3 separate regions of the Pan troglodytes genome follow, and regions 2 and 3 are each linked to region 1. A link is a contact called in public HiChIP or PLAC-seq data. All regions are on one chromosome and are shown on one strand. The core of a region is the stretch at or near the end of the contact, and the rest is flanking DNA. Distances in the headings are between cores, read along the strand shown.

The links. HiChIP or PLAC-seq counts read pairs in DNA pulled down with a chosen protein or histone mark.
Region 2: an H3K4me3 HiChIP or PLAC-seq map of stem cell-derived excitatory neurons shows a contact between it and region 1, with 4 times the contacts expected there. The contact joins the promoter of KIF22 here to the promoter of C16H16orf92 in region 1. A contact is called at or near these places in 1 of 7 Hi-C or Micro-C datasets (stem cell-derived neural progenitor cells) and 1 of 1 datasets of contacts at active chromatin or transcription factors (stem cell-derived excitatory neurons).
Region 3: an H3K4me3 HiChIP or PLAC-seq map of stem cell-derived excitatory neurons shows a contact between it and region 1, with 4 times the contacts expected there. The contact joins the promoter of LOC739572 here to the promoter of C16H16orf92 in region 1. A contact is called at or near these places in 1 of 7 Hi-C or Micro-C datasets (stem cell-derived neural progenitor cells) and 1 of 1 datasets of contacts at active chromatin or transcription factors (stem cell-derived excitatory neurons).

The regions. Positions count from the first base shown.
Region 1 is chr18:32,178,357-32,182,075 of NHGRI_mPanTro3-v2.0_pri, reverse strand. C16H16orf92 (chromosome 16 C16orf92 homolog) reads left to right here and starts at 1,903. Exons shown (of 5, transcript XM_024349484.2): 1 at 1,903-2,109; 2 at 2,432-2,590; 3 at 2,704-2,791. The coding sequence starts at 1,926. TLCD3B (TLC domain containing 3B) reads right to left here. Exons shown (of 6, transcript XM_016928785.4): 6 at 3,133-3,719. DOC2A (double C2 domain alpha) reads right to left here and starts at 1,990. Exons shown (of 12, transcript XM_063796939.1): 1 at 1,699-1,990.
Region 2 is chr18:32,410,844-32,414,562 of NHGRI_mPanTro3-v2.0_pri, reverse strand. It overlaps KIF22 (kinesin family member 22), which reads left to right and starts at 1,640. Exons shown (of 14, transcript NM_001280277.1): 1 at 1,640-1,748. The coding sequence starts at 1,679.
Region 3 is chr18:32,338,235-32,341,953 of NHGRI_mPanTro3-v2.0_pri, reverse strand. It overlaps LOC739572, which reads left to right and starts at 1,567. Exons shown (of 6, transcript XM_009430597.5): 1 at 1,567-1,732; 2 at 2,106-2,271; 3 at 2,844-2,931; 4 at 3,268-3,415. The coding sequence starts at 1,567. CDIPT (CDP-diacylglycerol--inositol 3-phosphatidyltransferase) reads right to left here and starts at 2,322. Exons shown (of 6, transcript XM_001145226.7): 1 at 1,356-2,322; 2 at 1,127-1,261. The coding sequence starts at 1,398.

The DNA of each region.
Region 1 (3,719 bases), core at 654-3,153:
ACGCACCTTGGTTGTGAAACTAAGGAAACCCTGGAGTGTCCTTGGGCTTGGGTGGGATGGAACATGCCCGTGACAGACAGGCCCACCTGCCAATCAGAAGGGCGCTCTCCTTAGCTGGGATGGGGCCGCAGGAGTGGAAATGGCTGTTGGGAGGTGGCAGAGATGGGAGATGGGGTGGCCACGGGGGAGCCGCCGGCCACAGAAGAGGAAACGGAGGTGCAGGGAGCGGAGTCTGCGAAGGACGCGTGGATGGCCAAGAGATGTGCCTCGGAAAGGGCCGAGGGACTTCCTCTGACCAACCCCCGACGGCCATTCCCAGCCATCCGTTTTCCTGCAGCCGCGGATGCAACCTGTGGAAGAGGCGGGAGGAGGCCCGGGAGTCCGCCCCGCTGCGCCTTCCCTAGGGTGGGAGCGTGGACTCAGGCGCGACCGCTGCTGCCACCTAGTGGGAGACGCCTGCTACTCCTCTCGGTTCCTAACCCCAGGGTCGTTCCCGGCTGAGCACTAAGGAGGGGGCGGGGGAGGACGGAGAGAGCCCTGTGCCCCTGGATCTGCGGATAGGATGCAAGGGGGAGCCTCAGAGAGGAACCCCCCCCGCCCCAGGAAGTGTGCATTGCCCACACTACTTTTCCCCTCTGTGCCGTGATTTCCTCCCGTGTATAAGGGAGGCAAGAGTACCTGCCTCTGGGCTGGGCTTGGTGGCTCACGCCTGTAATCCCAACACTTTGGGAGGCCGAGGCAGGCGGATCATCCGAGTTCAGGAGTTCAAGACCAGCCTGGCCAACATGGTGAAACCCCATCTCTACTAAAAATACAAAAATCAGCCGGACAGTGGTGGTGCGCGCCTGTAATCCCACTCCAGGAGGCTGAGGCAGGAGAATCGCTTGAACCCAGGAGGTGGAGGTTGCAGTGAGCTGAGATTGTGCCTCTGCTCTCCAGCCTGGCGGACAGAGTGAAACTCCATCTCAAAAAAAAAAAAAAGAGTACCTGCCTCTGAGGGTCAGTGCAAGAGCAAATGAACCAATTTGTGCAAGGTACTTGGCCATAAATGGGGTCCAGCCAGCATAGTAATAGGTGTTCAATAAATGCTACCCGCTGGGCATGGTGGCTCATGCCTGTAATCCCAGCACTTTGGGAGGCCGAAGCTGGAGGATCACCTGAGGCCAGAAGTTCGAAACCAGCCTGGGCAACATAGCAAGCCCTCATCTCTACAAAAAATGCAAAAATTAGCCAGGCATGGTGGCACATGCCTGTGGTCCCAGCTACTCAGGAGGCTGATGTGGGAGGATCACTTGAGGCCAGGAGTTCAAGGCTGCAGTAATCATACCACTGTACTCCAGCCTGGGTGACAGAGTGAGACCCTGTCTCTGAAAATACATAAAATAGGCCCGGCGCTTTGGGAGGCCGAGGCGAACAGATCACCTGAGGTGAGGAGTTCAAGACCAGCCTGACCAACATAGTGAAACCCTGTCTCTACTAAAAATACAAAAATTAGCTGGGTGTGGTGGCAGGCAGATAAAAGGAAGGGATTTATCCAAAGCTGTAATCCCAGATACTCAGGAGGCTGAGGCAGGAGAATCACTTGAACCCAGGAGGCAGAGGCTGTAGAGAGCCAAGATGGCGCCACTGCATTCCCACCTGGGTGACAGACAGAGACCCTGTCTCCAAAAAAATGAAAATAAATAAAACAAATGTTACCTGTGGTTGATCCAAGGGGTAACCGGAGGTGTGTGGCCCTGTGCCACCACCCCAAATTGTGCCTGTTGTCCAAACACAGCTTCCTTTAGTTCGGGCTTTCAGCAAGATGGCCCTGCCGCATCCCTCCTCTTTGTAAATGCTGGGGCTGCCACCATTATGGTTTTATCATCAGTGACATTCCAGGGGGTGAAGACTGGTCCCAACCTCTCCTCTCCTCTCCTCTTCTGATGAGAGTGAGGGATGGGGGAGGGGTCCCAGCTCCTAGCACTTTCTCCCCTCACCCCAAAGTGCCATCAGAACAGCTCTGGGCTGTGACATCACAGAGCCCCCACCTCATGATAGGAGTCATGAGGCTGTGGCCATGGGTGCTGGTGTGGGTGTGGCTGGCTGCACTAGGGGCCATAGAAACTGGTAAGAAGCTGTCTTGGGAGCAGCAGGAAGGCAGGCAGCTCTGGGAGCATAAAGTGTGATGCCCACTTAGGGACTCGGAAGCCAACCCTGCACCCTCTCATTTTCTCTCCACTCTTCTCTCCCATCCTGCTGGTCCCACCTACCCCCCAACAACTGCGGGCCTTGTCGTGGTGCACCCAGCTGACCCTGAGGGAAATCAAGACCCTCCACAGCCTCTGCAATAAGGCTGGGTAGTCTCACAGGGTCCCAAGTCAGCTTCCACCTCGAGAGATAAAGGCAGGGGTCAGCTTGGCTGTTGTCACAGAGTTTGCTTGGGTCCTAGCCCCCAGACCCAAGCGTGCCACGGCGTCAGCCCTGGGGACAGAGTCTCCGCGCTTCTTAGACAGACCTGACTTCTTCGATTATCCGGACTCAGACCAAGCCAGGCTACTGGCTGTGGCCCAGTTTATTGGAGAGAAACCCATCGTGTTCATTAACTCAGGTATGAACCAGCCTGAGAAGGGACCTCCCTCCCCGCCAGGGTCTGGAGGAGAGCAGCCCCAGACCCTTCATTGGGCCATCAGAGGGGAGTTAAGGGTCCTGTTTGTCTAGCAGGTTCCAGCCCCGGGCTCTTCCATCACATCCTGGTGGGCTTCCTGGTGGTGGCGTTCTTCTTTCTCCTTTTCCAGTTCTGCACCCACATGTAAGGCCTGCCCCCTTTCTCCAACCCCCCCCCACCACCACCTTCCTTGGGAGCGGCTGAAGACCCCAGTTCTAGCGGGGCAGGCTGTGACCTCTCCCCTCTGATCTCCATGCCCCACAGAAACTTCCAGAAAGGGGCCTAAAGAGCCGGACAAGGACTCTGGACTCAACCTGAGCACCCACACCCACCTCCTCTCCTGTTGATGAGCAAAAGTTCCCTGCTTTCCTCCTCCCTGACTGCCCAGCGAGCAGCCGGGGATCCTGTCCCCTCTGTTTCCCATGGCCCAAGCCCCCCACCTCCTCCCTTCCCAGCCCCAAAGAACTTGGTGGCAAGGGCCTTGGTGGCGTTCACGCAGATCGTCTTTTATTAGCGGTCTGTAAAGCACCTCCCAGGGTCCCCCGACCCCAGATTGGAGGAAGCCTTGAGAGGTCAGTAGCACCAGGGACATGGCAGGGCCCGAGGGCGCGATGTGCAGCCGATGGTGAGGGACTGGGCGCCCTCGCCTGCCCCCGGGGTTGTCAGCACTGGGAAGGCTTGGGGGTAGCAGCCACCTCCTTCCCCCAACCCAACAGACTAGTTCAAATTTGGGTAAATAAATAAAATAAATAAGATTCCTCAAGCTGGCCTACCCTGGAGAGGAGCCGTGGTTGCAGCCGGCCACTCGGGAGGCCCGAGGGCCAGCGGGGGTTAGTTGGGGCATCCTCTCCTCTCGGGTGATGGGGAGCCCTGGGGGATGGCAGCATAGGGGCTGGGATGGCCTTGGCAGAGGCGTCTCCCCACATTCTGACTCCTGGTCCCCTTGAAACCCTGTTGGTCTCCCTCCCCACAAGCCCTCCTGCCCTCAGTGGGTGGGAGGCGGTGCCCCCTCCCCTCCTCCAGCGCAGGGGTGTGCAGGAAGGGGGCAGAGTAGGGAGAAGAGGTCCCCTCT
Region 2 (3,719 bases), core at 391-2,890, 230 kb before region 1:
AAATATTTAATATTTCCATCACCCCCAAAAGAAACTCGTTATATCTATTGCTGTAGTGCCAGTTCCTCAGCCCCTCACCATCCCCTGGCAACCACTACTTAGATGTACTTTTTATGTCTACGGGTTTGTTACTGTCATTTTTAAATTCATTAATGTCAACTTTAATTTAGTTTCACTTCATACACAGTATATACGACCAGGCCTGGTGGTTCACACCTGTAATCCCAGCACTTTGGGAGGCCAAGGCAGGTGGATCACTTGAGGTCAGGAGTTTGAGACCAGCCTGGCCAACATGGTGAAACCCTGTCTCCACAAAAATACAAAAATTAGCTGAGCGTGGTGGTGCACACCTGTAATCCCAGCTACTCGGGAGGCTGAGGCAGGAGAATCACTTGAACCCAAGAGGCAGAGGTTGGAGTGAACCGAGATTGAGCCACTGCACTCTAGCCTGGGAGATGGAAGTGAAACCCCGTCTCGAAAACAAAAAAACAAAAACCCTCATATACACAAAACATCTTTGGAGGCCTCATTTTTAAAAACTGTAGTGGGATCCCAAGGCAAAACGTTTCAGAAACACTGATCTAAGATTCGTGTTTTTTGTTTTCAGACGGAGTCTCACTCTGGCGCCGTGGCTGGAGTGCGGTGGCACCATCTCGGCTCATTGCAACCTACACCTCCCGGATTCAAGCGATTCTCCTGCCTCAGCCTCCCGAGTAGCTGGGACTACAGGCGTGCCACCATCCCCGGCTAATTTTTGTGTTTTTAGTAGAGACGGGGTTTCGCCATGTTGGCCAGGCTGGTCTCGAGCTCCTCACCTCAGGTGAGCCTCCCGCCTCAGCCTCCCAAAGTGCTGGGATTACAGGACTGAGCCACCGCGCCCGGCCTGTGTTTTGTTTTGTTGTTCAACAGGGTGGAACATAATGTCTAAACCTGGGCCCTACCTACCTGGTGCTCAAAAGTGGAATGACCGTCCCTAGCCAACCCTTCAGAAAGGACAGAGAGCTACTCAACGGACCGCTGTACCCTTAAGGACTGGGAACCGGAACCGTGGATGAGTGGGACTGAATCACAGACTAAGCGTTTTCCACGCTTCGCCGACGTGCTGAGTGCCAAGTTATAAAGACAGGAACATCCAAGCTGCTCTCCTGGGCTGACACGGACGCAAGGGGACCTACAGTGGCCTTGGGCCCAGCAGGCAGCGAGTGCAACGTGACTGCCCAGAGTCCAGCCCCTGGGGCCCAGATCTACAGAACCGACCAGACGTGATAGCCTTTTGGCTGGGGCTGCAGTCCCACGATCCACACAACGACCCTGGCTCCGCAGACGCGCCAACCACCCACGGAGGCAAGAAACTGCAGAAAGTAAAGGGAAAGGGAGCCCAGTGCCGGGCGGCGCTGAGCAGCTCCCCCAGCGGCCACCGTCGCCAACATCCCTGCGTAGGGGTTTGTATCTCAGCGCGCTTCCAGACATCAACGGCTGCGCGGCCCACGCGCGCGCATGCGTCCTGACCAGGGGAACCTTTTCTTGGGGACCCGGAGGCGAGCGCTGGAAGGCGGGATAGTGGCGACCCACACGCAGGCGCTTCCGGCGGCGCGTAGTCGTGATTGGTGGAACCTGGGAGAGGAGGCGGGGCACCGGGGAATTCGAATGGGAGAGGCGGGCCCAAGGAGGGAGTGGAATGGCCGCGGGCGGCTCGACGCAGCAGAGGCGACGCGAGATGGCGGCAGCTTCAGCGGCGGCGATCTCAGGTACTTGAGCCCGACCTGGGCAAGGCGGGCACCGACGTCTGGAGCTTAGTGGGAGTCATGTGTCGGAGTGTGGTCCAGGCTCTGCGGGTTGTCGCGGAGAGGCGGCCATGGCGCAGGGGCGGGGAGAGGGGGACGGTGAGTGTGGGGTCGCGAACCGGTCGCCCCGCCTGGCTCCTGCCTTCTCCCTGTTTCCTGCTCTCCCCTTGGGTTAGTAGACTCGGGTCTCCGGTCCAGGCTCTTGGCTTGAACCCCGCGCACTTTTCCTTTGTGAGCTTCGGTTTCTTCGTCTGTGAAACGGGGGTCATGGCCTCATCCCTGGAGATCACCTGAATAAGCAAGAGAAGAGTGGCGGACGCTCTAGCCACGAGGACGAGAAGGGAGCCGGAGGCGTGTTTTGGGAAGGGTTCTGTGTGGGACATGGTGTTTGGGTGCAGAGACATCCCTGAGAGATGCAGGAGGACGGGCTGAGGAACAGACCCGGCTGCTGCTGGGTTTGAGTTGGCAGCGTAAGATGCTCTGCGATTACAGGAAAACGAAATAAAAGACTAAAATTTCCTTTCACTCTAGCATGGAAGTGAATGCTATTTTAGGGTTGGAAAGGCTGTTAGGACACCCAAAATCTTGTATGTGAGTATTTGTTTACATGTGCCTCTCTAACCCGGAGACTTAATCCTGGTTAGTGATGATGGTGGGCGCCATAGTAATTCATTGGAGCCCTCGTTAGCCTCGTGGGGAAACAGACATTTAGGAGAATGCCTAACACATGTAGAGCTCTTGCTATGTGCCAGGCACAGTTGTAGGCATTTTATGGTGGTGAACCATTTATTGTCCACACAATGCTATCAGGTTGTTACTATTACTGTCTTTGTTTTACACAGGAAACTGAGGTTAGTTTGTTCAGAGTTAACACAACTAGTAAATATTGGAGCTTGAATTCGCTCTCAAGGAGTCTGAGTGTAGAACCTCTGCTCTTAACCATTATGCCCAAGTACATGTTATCCCTGCTGGCTGAGCACAGTCTCCCCTTACCCTTCGAAGATGCACTGTGTCCGGTGCATGGTATATATGAAAATGCCTGAATGAATAATGTCCCTTCCTCGAGGAATTTACAGTCTGTTTCAATAGAGTGTCACATACGCAGATGTAATATGAAACACAATGAGAGATGTGTATAAACTGAGTGTGTGGAATCTGAAGTAAGCCCTTGAGTATTCTGGGAGGACTTCATTAAGGGAGTGAATGATACTTGAGATGGGTTTCAAAGGTTGGATAGGAGTTTGCCAGGCCTTGACTAAGAAGACAAGAACAGCAAGTGTTTTCTTATTTATGATGTAAAAGAGGCCAAAGATGCTCTCTTAGCTCAATTTCCTCATCAATAAAAGGGATAAGAGTGAATGAAAGGAATTGTGAAAGAAGGGAAAATTAATAATTGCTAGCCTGGTCCAAGCTCAAGGTTGCTTTTATCATGAAAGGGCTAGACTCTTGTGCAGTAAATAATTGTTTACATGTGGTCCTCCCCTCTTCCCTCCTACCCTGGACTGTGAGCTCTGGGGCAGGAATGGCCGTGAGCCACTTTCATGATGGAAATGAACAAGCCAGTGATTAGTAGTTTGTTCCCTAAATCTTAATTTTTTTCAGCAAATACTTCTTGAGGGCCTACTCTGCGCCAGGTGTTGGGGTTAGAAAGGTGAGCAGGATAAAACTTGTTCTCACAGTTGGCAGTCAGGTGGAGAAAGTGACAAACATGCAATAGTGAGGTGTGACAAATGCTTATGGAGGGGCTAACAAGAGCTGTGGTTGCACCTGATAAAGCCTTAGTGTCTATCAGGAAAGGGTTTTTGGTTTTGTTTTTTAAGAGGAGTTAAAATGTGTTTACCTCAGTCACTCCAGGGTGGGGTGGGGAGCAATGCAGATATTCTAGGGAAAGAGATTAACGTGGACAAAAATCCAAAGGTGCAAGAGAACTTGGAG
Region 3 (3,719 bases), core at 318-2,817, 160 kb before region 1:
AACAGGGTAGGAGGAGAGGAAAGCTATGTCTGCAACTCATCAACCCCAGAACCAAGACTCCAGGGCTAGATAGAGACTTGATGCCTCAGGGGAAGCCTTACAGTTGGGTCTGGAGAACAGATTAAAAAACTAGTCAACCCTCCAGAAGCCATCACCCTTCCCTCTCCATCCTCCCTCTAAGCATGCCTTCTGGAACCCCAACTGCTTATGCAGGGCACACAGTAGGCCTCCAGTAAACACCTGTTGAATACACTGGTTTTTTTTTTTTGTTTTTTTTTTTTGTTTTTTTTTCCGAGACAGAGTCTTGCTCTGTCGCCCAGGCTGGAGTGCAATGGCGCAATCTCGGCTCACTGCAACCTCCGCCTCCCGGGTTCAAGCAATTCTCCTGCCTTAGCCTCCGGAGTAGCTGGGATTACAGGCACGCGTCACCAAGCCCGCTAATTTTTGTATTTTTAGTAGAGACAGGGTTTCACCATGTTGGCCAGGCTGGTCTCGAACTCCTGAACTCGTGATCCACCCACCTCGGCCTCCCAAAGTGCTGGGATTACAGGTGTGAGCCACCGCCCCTGGCCTGAATGGACTTGTATTCAGAGAGACCTCCAGCAGCGCCACCGCCATGTCATGTCTTGCTAATCCACACCTCTCACAAGCAGTGAGTTCTCAAGAGCTAGCTTAAATTCCTTTTGCTACAAAATCAGTCCATTCTTGCTGGGCGCGGCACTTTGGGAGCAAGGCAGGAGGATCGCTTGAGGCTAGGAGCTGGGGACCAATCTGGGCGACACTGCAAGACCCAGTCTCTACAAAAATTTTAAAATTAGCCGGGTGTGGTGGCACGCTCCTGTAGTCCCAGCTAGTCAGGAGGCTGAGGTGGGAGGATTACTTGAGCCCAGAAGATGGGGGCTGCAGTGAGCCATGATCGCGCCACTGCACTCCAGCCTAAGTGACAGAGCGAGACCCTGTCTCAAAAACAAAAAACAAAACACAAAACAAAAAACCCCAGGCCATCCTGTTCTGCTTTTTCCAGAGATGGGAATGACAGCCCTCTGACTCTGAGGTCCCGAGGAGGCAAGGGAAGGGAGGAGGGGATTGTTGAACCCCAAGGCTGGCTGAGAGGGGTGTCTGTCACCTTGATTAAGAGCGCGAGCAGCGTGTCCATCGAAAGCGTCCAGCAGGCCGCTGAGCAGGTAGAAGGAGGAGGCCGTGAGGGGGCAGCAGGGCATGAAGTAGAAAGAAATGATGGCGAAGACAATCCGGGCATAACCTTGGAACGGGACGCGGGGAGACAGGGCAGGATCAGGGAGCCCGCCAAGGCCCCTCGCCCTCTCGTTCGGCCCGGGGCCGCGGGCAGCACTCACCGATGAGGTTGGGCACGAACAGGAAGATATTTTCGTCTGGCATCGCGGCGCCTCCCTTGCTGCCCCGGGCCTGCTCTGGAGATGCCAGTGCTGTCCCAGCCCCGCCGCGCGGCCTCAGCCTCCGGCCCGGCGCATCGGCCGCACCACCTGCGCCCTGGACCCCGCCGCCCCAACCTGGCCCCAGATGCTGAAGCCCGCAGCCGTCGGGAGCATGGACCGGCCCCGAGGTGCGCGGGACGCAGGGGGCGCGCGCAGCCCGCCCTTCCTACCCGCAACCTCCCTCGCCTCTGCCAGCCCCGCAGGCGCTCCGGGCCTCCAGCTGCGGTCGCCGCTGCTCCAGCTGCGCGTGGCTTCCGGGAACCTCCTCCTCCGCGCCCGTCGTTGCAAAATTGGAGAGAGGAAAAAGTGGCTTAAAAAAATAGTTGCGGCCCCTTTAAGGCCTGTCGGCTTCCTTTCCCTTTTCCTCCCTCCGCCCCTCTCCCTTGGCTCTTACCAAAGCGCAGAGGAGGAGAGGGAGGAAGGAACCATTAACGTCAAGCAAAGTTAGAAACGGAAAAGGAAAGGGTAAAAGAGAAGACCGAATAAAAATCTCTGCTTTCCTTTTGTGGAGGGTATGACTTCCTGGAGGCAAAGATAAGGCGATAAAATTCCTCCTCCTGAGTCTTTGCGTCCCCAAGAGGCCAGGAGATTTGGTGCAGTCCTCACTTTACTCCCCGCCCCCTAAGTCTCCAGCCTCCTTTGCTCTCGCAGGCTCCAGGCGGCTAGAGAGGCCCCAGAGCGCCCTGCAGCTGGGTTGCTTCTCGCGTGCCCCTTGTGATGGGAGGATTAGGTCGCAGGCTCCACCCTACGTCATCCTCCCAAGCTTCTCAAGCGTCTGGCGCTTGGGGTCACTGCCCCCAAGGAGGCACCTGGAGGGGTACGGAGGGGAGGCTGGAGGAGCAAACGGGGCGCGCTAGGAAATTCCTCTGTCTTTAGTTCTAGAACCCCTGATCTCCTAGCAACGAGGCTGCGAAACCTCTGCAGACTCCAAGGGTTTTATAGCGTCCGGTAGCGACACGGAGCCGGCTCCCCCTTTTCCAGCCTTCCTCCCCATCTCCCATTCCCCGTCCCCCACGACCTATACCAGAGGTCCTTAGGCCTCCACGTCTCTCCTTTTGCCGAGTAGCCCAAGGTTTCCACCCATCTGCCAGGTCTGGGGCGTCAAGTCGGCTGCCTTGGCTTGGGAAGGTGCTTGGGAGGGAAGAAGGAAGGAGAGGCCCACCAGGCGAAGGGGTGAGGGGTAGGGGGTTGCGGGAGTTCCCTCTCACTCCCGAAGATATAAAGCAACCTTTATTATTATTATTATTTTTCTTGTGAGAGGGAATGAGGCAGCGGGATGTTTCCTCTAAAGGCCTTGTTTAAACCTGGGCCCGGGGAATGGTGGTGGGCTGGGTTCTGGGGGAAAGCGGGCTGGTTTCTCAGGTCAACTCAGGCTTCGACTGTTCCCAGGGGGATGGCGTCCACTCTGATGGGGAATGAGGGGGAGAAGAAGAGCAGCTGGCCATCTCAAGCTGCACCCTCCTTGAGAGGAGGTCCGGTGAGCACTGCAGGGAACCCTAGAGGTGGGAATGTAATGAAGTGAAGGCCTCCCAGGCAGAGGCACCCCGTGCCAGGTCTGAGCCACAAGCCCTGAGACTCTAGCCTCAACCCTGAGTCCTGAAGCCCCGACTCATAGCTCTCAGCACTAGGCCCTGACTCTAAACCCCCACCAAACCCCCCTCCCCCAGGTCCAGAGCTTTCTAGCTAAATCTCAAGGCCCAGTCCTTCAGGAGCAAGCTCCTTGGACCCACAGGCCCCAGCCTGGGAACTCCCACAGCCAGCACTCCCATGTGGGAGCTCCCAGGCTGAACCCCTCCGGCTTTTCCTTTCCCAGGCTTCGTTGTCTCGTTCTGAGGAATACCTGTCCCGGATCAGTACAGAACTCATGGAGGAGGCTTTGTGCACTGCTTGCTGCCACTTGAACCCTGTGCCCATCAAAAAAAAGCAGTCACAAGACCAAGCGACTCAGATATCCAAACGCGGTAACCCCCTGCCTCAGGACCACCGTGTCTAGAGAACCGCTGCCCCCACTATGCCTGGTTACAGTCCCTGACCCCTCCCACCCCTAGCTGAACTCTCCAGGAGTCTGTGCCCATCTCATCCATCTCACAGCCAGCCCTAGGACCTGTGAAGTGCCCCTCTCACCCGCTAACCCACTGCTGGCCGAGAATCCCCTTAGCCCCGTCTGCCCTGGCCGCATCTCTTCTGGCCACAGGGATAGTCCTTTGTCTGACTAGGTCCTCTACTTCCAGCATTCTTCACCAACACCTGAGGCACAGACACCTG